2 separate regions of the Gasterosteus aculeatus genome follow, and region 1 is linked to region 2. The links are chromatin contacts, called in public Hi-C maps. All regions are on one chromosome and are shown on one strand. The core of a region is the stretch at or near the end of the contact, and the rest is flanking DNA. Distances in the headings are between cores, read along the strand shown. Region 1 overlaps LOC120831244 (multiple C2 and transmembrane domain-containing protein 1). Region 2 holds the start of nr2f1a (nuclear receptor subfamily 2, group F, member 1a).

What was found. Hi-C and Micro-C count contacts between places; a contact is called where the count stands out from the background.
Region 1: a contact with region 2 is called in a Hi-C map of skeletal muscle, with 2.7 times the contacts expected there. The contact joins the enhancer-like site here to the promoter of nr2f1a in region 2. A contact is called at or near these places in 3 of 6 Hi-C or Micro-C datasets (skeletal muscle, tail fin and whole body).

Annotation. Positions count from the first base shown.
Region 1 is chr13:13,074,716-13,078,019 of fGasAcu3.hap1.1, forward strand. The region is part of intron 14 of LOC120831244 (multiple C2 and transmembrane domain-containing protein 1); the gene reads right to left. Among protein-coding and RNA genes, the nearest start is that of LOC120831247, 54 kb to the right of the region's middle. Within about 2 kb of position 1,981, at least 1 of the 9 cell types and tissues checked has open chromatin away from gene starts, as enhancers often do.
Region 2 is chr13:12,742,123-12,745,520 of fGasAcu3.hap1.1, forward strand. nr2f1a (nuclear receptor subfamily 2, group F, member 1a) reads left to right here and starts at 1,541. Exons shown (of 3, transcript XM_040195739.2): 1 at 1,541-3,398. The coding sequence starts at 2,989. It overlaps LOC120830818 (a long non-coding RNA gene), which reads right to left and starts at 333. Exons shown (of 4, transcript XR_013452118.1): 1 at 230-333; 2 at 1-148.

The sequences.
Region 1 (3,304 bases), core at 731-3,230, 330 kb after region 2:
GACTACAAGCCTTCATGCCAATCATCCCAGAGGCCGAGGTCATGTACGTCAAAGCTGACCCTTCCGTGCTCAACCCCTAACTGCGGTATCTGACCTCACACACACCCCACACCCACAGTCCCTAACCCTGTCACTCCAAGCCCCAAAAGCCCCAAAAGACCTGTTCTCTACCCCAAAAGACTCAGATGCCCCATCTCTCACCTTCTCTGCACCCATCTGCCAAACCCATAACCTCTATACCTCCCCTCTCATCACCATCTGAAAATTAACCTTTCCTAACGCCTTGTTTTTTTTGGTTTGGACAGAGCTCCTTAACCTTCGACAACAGACGAGAAGTGAGATTGCTGGTGACAGAAATGGAATTGTGTTAATTAGTATTGTGTAAACAGTTTTCCAAAGAGTTAAGCTGGAAGAACTCATTTATTTGTGGGAATAAAATCTATTAGAGAGAAATGCAACCAAAAAAAACATGTATTTTTATATTAGTATACAAAGATTTTTCATGATTGCTAAAAGCAGCAAATACAACTAATGCTGAGAAATTAAATCCATTTCCAAAACTGTAACATATTTATCAGATTCAAGTACCTGAAATCCATTACTAAAAATATGAACAATGAACAAAAGAGATCTTGGGAGGGGGAGAATAAAAAACAAGTGCTCTTTGTCAGGTTTACAGTGCAAGGTTATTGTGAATATAAGGTTCACCAGCCCCTCAAGTGTGTATGCAGTTCAGCCGCTGCCGGAGTAGTTTGTAGGACGCTAAACTGCAGACACACACATTTGCATTTGCTCTGTGATCCGATCGTCTTTCTCTCACTCACACACACACACACACACACACACACAAACACACACACACACACACACACACACATCTGAACAGCAATGAAAACAAGCCTTCACAATTGCACTGTTAAACATTTTTTATTTTTTCCACATTTCATGTAAAGTTTTAAAGGCTTGATTCCAGTCTTTGGAATAGAACTGAAACTTTGTGTAAAATGAACTGACAGTGTAAACGAAGCAAGAGCAGACAGCAATTGAACATTCAAAATGTCCAGTGCATTTGCATATTGCTCACAGCTAAATGTATTTTTCAAATAAACCTGAATGGCCTTGGTGCAACAACAAAATCTCCCAAAGGATTGAACTCTTTCTCCGTCTCTCTCAGGCTCAACTTCACTTTCTGAAATACAAAGAGTCTCTCTGATACAACTGTGTAGGAGAATTGGCAAGAAACTATTCAATAATTCATATTTGTATACTAATAAGCCAAACAACAATTTCCCTTCAAATAAAAGAAGAAGCTGTTAGGACTGTGTAGGCTCAACAACAGAAACTTGCATACAGACAAACACATGCTTACACACTACAAAATTAAACCATTCTAAAATGATCCCACAAATCTTTCTACAAATTAGTATAATTTGCAAATCTGTAACACTGATTAGCACTGGAATAATCCGTAACCAAACGACGTGCAGACGCGTCTTCAGTCAAACAAAACAAGGAGCTCACTTGACTTAAACCTATTCTGGTGGAAGCTATTAATACCTGCACACTAACAAAAATCTTCATGCAGATGCACACTGTGCGCTCCGGCTATAAATACGCTTTACATCTATTGTACGGTAAATCATTTTAGTGCCTGGTCCTGTGATCGCTCACTGTATCATTATCACACAACAAATGAATTTCTCCTCTCTATCCTGATGTTTATGTGAAACCTTAATACCCTCTTTTATGTTTAAAAAAACATTGCTTTTTTTTTTCTCTCCCTCTCCATTTGCCCGAGGTTGTTTAACCTGCCGTCCCCCCTTCATTCCTTCTCCATTTTGTTATAGTAGCTGAGGGCGAAGTTTTGACAGGCAGCGAGAGGAACCGGACACCCAGGCTCAGCAGTGGCCAGCTCTGCCCCATCTCCGTGCCCCCCGGCTGGGTAATAGGGGCCCTGCAGTGCCTGGACCTTTCCACCAGGACCAGGCGATCCCTGCCACCCCCCCATTGCTTGCTACACAAGATAGCGGGTTCTCCGCCTGGGGAAGAGGGAGTGGGAAGCCGCCTGCTGTGGATGTCAGCGACCAGAGAGGCGGAGGGGGGGACGCAAGAATAAAAAACGTTGTGAATAGAAGTAAAAAAAAAAAAAAGCTAAATGAAGCCCCAGATGTAGTCTACGTGAACAATCTGTCCCCGTGGAATACATCAATGGACGACTCTGTGTGGTCAGAGACGCATTGAGAGGTGGTCTGTGATGGATCACGGTATCTGAACATGAGGCATGCCCGCCTCTTACTTCAGGCTGCTGGATTCTAACCGGTGTGTTAATGTAAAACATGCATACGAAGAGTTCGTTATCTTTCTCTGTATATGTACTTCTCTATTATTTGAATCATGCAAACTCCAACTTATTTTTGAGAGCATGTAAATAAGTGTAAATTCTATTAGTTTGCGAAACAAAATACTTTTCCATATTTCTCTATTCTCTTACTACTATTGTAATGATATTAGTTGATATAGTAGTGAATAATGATTTTGACAACAAAACCAGTAGCAGCGATTTTCCCTTTAAACTATTTTATTTTCTATCATCGTTTCTTCTTTAAGTGATTTGCACGGACTTTGGTGAAACATACTTCAATTTCTAACAACATCACTATTTAACTGTCATTAAACAGAGTAAAACAATATTTTCCACTGACAAAACTGCAAACCATTTCAAATATACTTAAAGGCTGCATTTGAACTGGGAATTTGAAATTAAAATGAGACGTATAATTAAAATAGACAATTAAAAAGTAAAACCGTGGCAGTACAACTAGTACAATTTCTGGCTAAAATACCAACACACAGAAGCAGCACACTCATTTATTCTGACATGTCTCTGAAGTTGAATTTTAGCGAGGTTAATATCTTTGCTGCTTTCTCGTAATATTAAGAAATCCCCCCAAACACATGAAGATATTTGAAAATGTTAACAAAACAGAAAAGTCAAAATGATTTATTCAAGCACGCGTTGCGGCGGGTTGAGAGTTGCATCTTGCACTATTTGTTTCAAAACACAGCCCGTGTCCTTACGGCTCCGAGCCGCGGCACCGTGGGAGGGTAATACTCAGTACTTTGGCTTACATTAACCACACACCGGGCTAACTTTCCCCCTGCTCTGTCTCAGTGGAGTGAAACTGAAGTTTGGATTTCAGAGTTCCCCTTTATCTTCCTTACATCAACTTCCATGCTGGCACTAAGTGTTGCCAGATAGCGACTAGAAGTCCTGTTAAGTTCTGGAGAAGGAGAGAGGGAGGGA
Region 2 (3,398 bases), core at 291-2,790:
GTGCTTCTTCTTTTAATGTCCGACTGTCCACTTTCTCCCTCTTGCTCTCCTCTGGCCGTCTCCGGGCTTTGCACTGGTGCCCCTATAGCCCGCTCCCATTCGCTGCGCCTCGCGTTCTACTCGCATCGAGCGGAGCCCCGTTTCCAATCTGCCGAGTTAAATCTTAATGATACACTCACTGGAGGGGGGGAAAAAAAATCTTTGTCCGATTTAATGTTATTGGTTTCACCTTTTCGAGGAGCTGGAGATGTGGCCGGGGAGTTTTAGCGGAGTGTCCGAGACAGGGACGGGAGAGAGAGCTCTTGAATACTTAAAAAACAACCCATCCCTCCTATGCGCTTTGAAAGGGGGCACTTGCATATTTAGGCTCTCTTATACCTGCTAATTTCTTAGCTTGGTTGAAGCTTGTTTACAACAACTTGGTTTATTTGTACGACATACGGTTTGTATTAGGTAACGATTAGTCTTTTACAGTATAGTGTTAATACACTGTTTTTGATAACGACTAACGCACATCTATTTAACTGTGTGTTCCATCTAAATCACATCCAGTCAAATAAATGGTACATTTTGGGGACTAACAATATTTCAATTAAAAAAAAACTACTTTATTCATTGTTGTCCATAACAGGTTTTTTCTATGTCATTCGACCTGAACATCAAAGGGATGCTGTTTTGAGAAAGTAAAATAATAGAAGGGGAAATGGTACGCAAAACGTTTCTTATTTCATTTCTAAAATCAACTTTTATGTTTTAAAAATTCATGTTTGATGACTCGTGCATGCATTAATATATATGGTTGTAATTGTACAATGTACGCTAGATGGCAGCGCGATCCAGACATTTTTTAGTTCGAGGTGGTAAGCCTGCAGAAACCGTCACACAAAAAGCCGGAATCCCCATGTAAATTCCATGCAACTTTGCATGATTTTGAATTACTGTCATTATTAAGACATAATATGACACCAGCTCAGTGATTGTGAAGACTATAGGACCTCAGTAATTATGGAATATTGCTTATTACTCGGTCTAATTTTAGAGATTTTCGACCGCTCGCACGACGTCCCGTTTGTATAACACATTGTCTTTTCTGCATTATTTTCCCTGTTGGCATTTTGTTAACCTTCATATCTAGTTTTAAATACATTGTAAGTTTTAATCGGCGAGACTGTGCCGGTTATAGACGAGGGTGTACCGCAATGCGCATGCCAACGAGGCAACAATGTGTGGGCATTTCAATTCGCTTCGAAATAATACCGGCACCCGTTCATTTTATAATAAAGATACGAGTCTAAGACAGACCATTTTGAAACTTCGGGGGAATTTCTGAGCCATAGTCCCCTTTTCGCCGTTGCGCCTAGTTTTTGGACTATTTGTCGTGCGTAAAAAAGCTTTGTCCCCTTTTGCCTTTAGCCCGCTTTTTCTGCTATTCTATTCAGGGTTTCTTCCTCTTTTTGGTGACAATAGACGGCCCATACTAATCAGGTTTCAAAGTAAATAGCAGCGCGGGGCGAGCTCAATGTAAATTGTGCCTGTCAAAGCCCCCCAGCCCCTCCAGCCGTAGATTGCAACACTGCAAAAAATATCCATGCCCAGACATTAGTCTGTTCAGTATTGAGTCGGAAAATCTTGAATTTACCAAAAGAGGAGACTGGATCTTCCATCAACGTGAGATGCTCCCACTTGTGCCATGCAATGCTAATCAAGCCGTCAATGTAAATGTTATTACATCGATTGTTCATTTACAAAGGGGATATCCTTGTGTACTTGGCTTTATTTCATTGTATTGGCACCTGTAAAATGAAACGCGATAGCGGTTGGAAACAAGCGGATGCGCGTAATCGGCACTTGGCTATTTTGTACTGTGTTTAATAAGAAATATAACATTTAAAGATTTGAACACGGGACCGGATGACTTGTCGAGATGGACATTTTTTGCAGTGAATGAACAGAGGGGGACTCTAACCAATAGAAAGAAAGAGAGGGCTTGGCTATAACCTTAGCCTCCCATTTTCTCTCTCTCCCTATCTCCCCCCTCTCCTCCTATCCTCCTCCTCTATGCAGGGCTCTGGCCAGTCAGTCGCCTTTGATTATCAGTCTCCAGCAGCCCCTCTCTTGGCTCCTTGACACGAGCACCATATAAGGCGCAGCGATCTCCATAGAAACGTGTCAGTTTCAATAGTAGTGTCAAAGTTCACTATATACAGACATTCGCGCAGATCCCTCGTTTCGGAAACATTGCTCTGCTGGTCCTCCCGTTTAAGCGCATTCATTTTTTGGGTCTCTCCTTCTTCTTGCATATTCTATTAGTTGTTGCTGTTGGTCTTCTTTTTTTTCATCTTTTCTCGTCGTATCTCCATTCCTCCTGCTGGAGAGAGGTGAAACTATACATGGGCACTTCATTCGGCGACGCGGTTTGCTTTTGCTGCTGGGCGCGATGATGAGGCTTATTTAAGAATATAGATGTGAAAATCCGGCTCTTCAGTTTTTTTCCCTCCACTCCTTAAACGACGAAGACGGGAGTGTAAAGGAGCAAGGGGAAGAAAGGAGAAAGGAATTTATCTCCGCAGCACTTTGGATCGCGTGCCTTTCCAGCAAAAGGTTTTTTTTTCCTCCCTCGTTCCTGCGTCCATGTGAATCGCTCCTGCCGTCTCTTTGTGGCTATTTTGTATCAAACTGCAATTTGCTACGACCGGACTCTGCTTTTCACAAGATTAGGGATTCCTGAATGGCTGACTGCGATTTACCTTGGAACTGGCCTCCCGATACTTGCAAATCCTGATCGGGTGCCTTTTCAATCCCCCTGTATTTTGATTGCATCGATCGCGTTCTACTCTCATTCTTACCCCGTATGAGATTGCGTGCTTCGATTTGACTTTGCACTGCCCCGTCCTTTTGAGATCCCGTCTCTTCTTTTTTTTCTCCCCCTTCAACGCTTCGTAAACACCGGCGATCATTTCGCTTTATAGCACTTTCCGGGGCCGAGATATGGCAATGGTAGTTAGCGTCTGGAGAGATCCGCAGGAAGACGTGGCCGGAGGACCTCCGAGCGGTCCGAACCCCGCGGCGCAGCCGGCGAGGGAGCAGCAGCAGACGGCGTCGGCGGCTCCGCACACTCCGCAGACCCCGAGCCAGCCGGGACCCCCGTCCACACCGGGGACCGCCGGGGACAAGGGGAGTCAAAATTCCGGACAGAGTCAGCAGCATATTGAATGTGTGGTTTGCGGAGACAAATCGAGCGGCAAACACTACGGCCAGTTCACCTGCGAGGGATGCAAAAGTTTCTTCAAGAGGAGTGTACGGAGGAACTTAACATACTCGTGTCGTGCCAATAGGAACTGTCCGATTGACCAGCACCACCGAAATCAGTGCCAATACTGCCGGCTGAAGAAATGTTT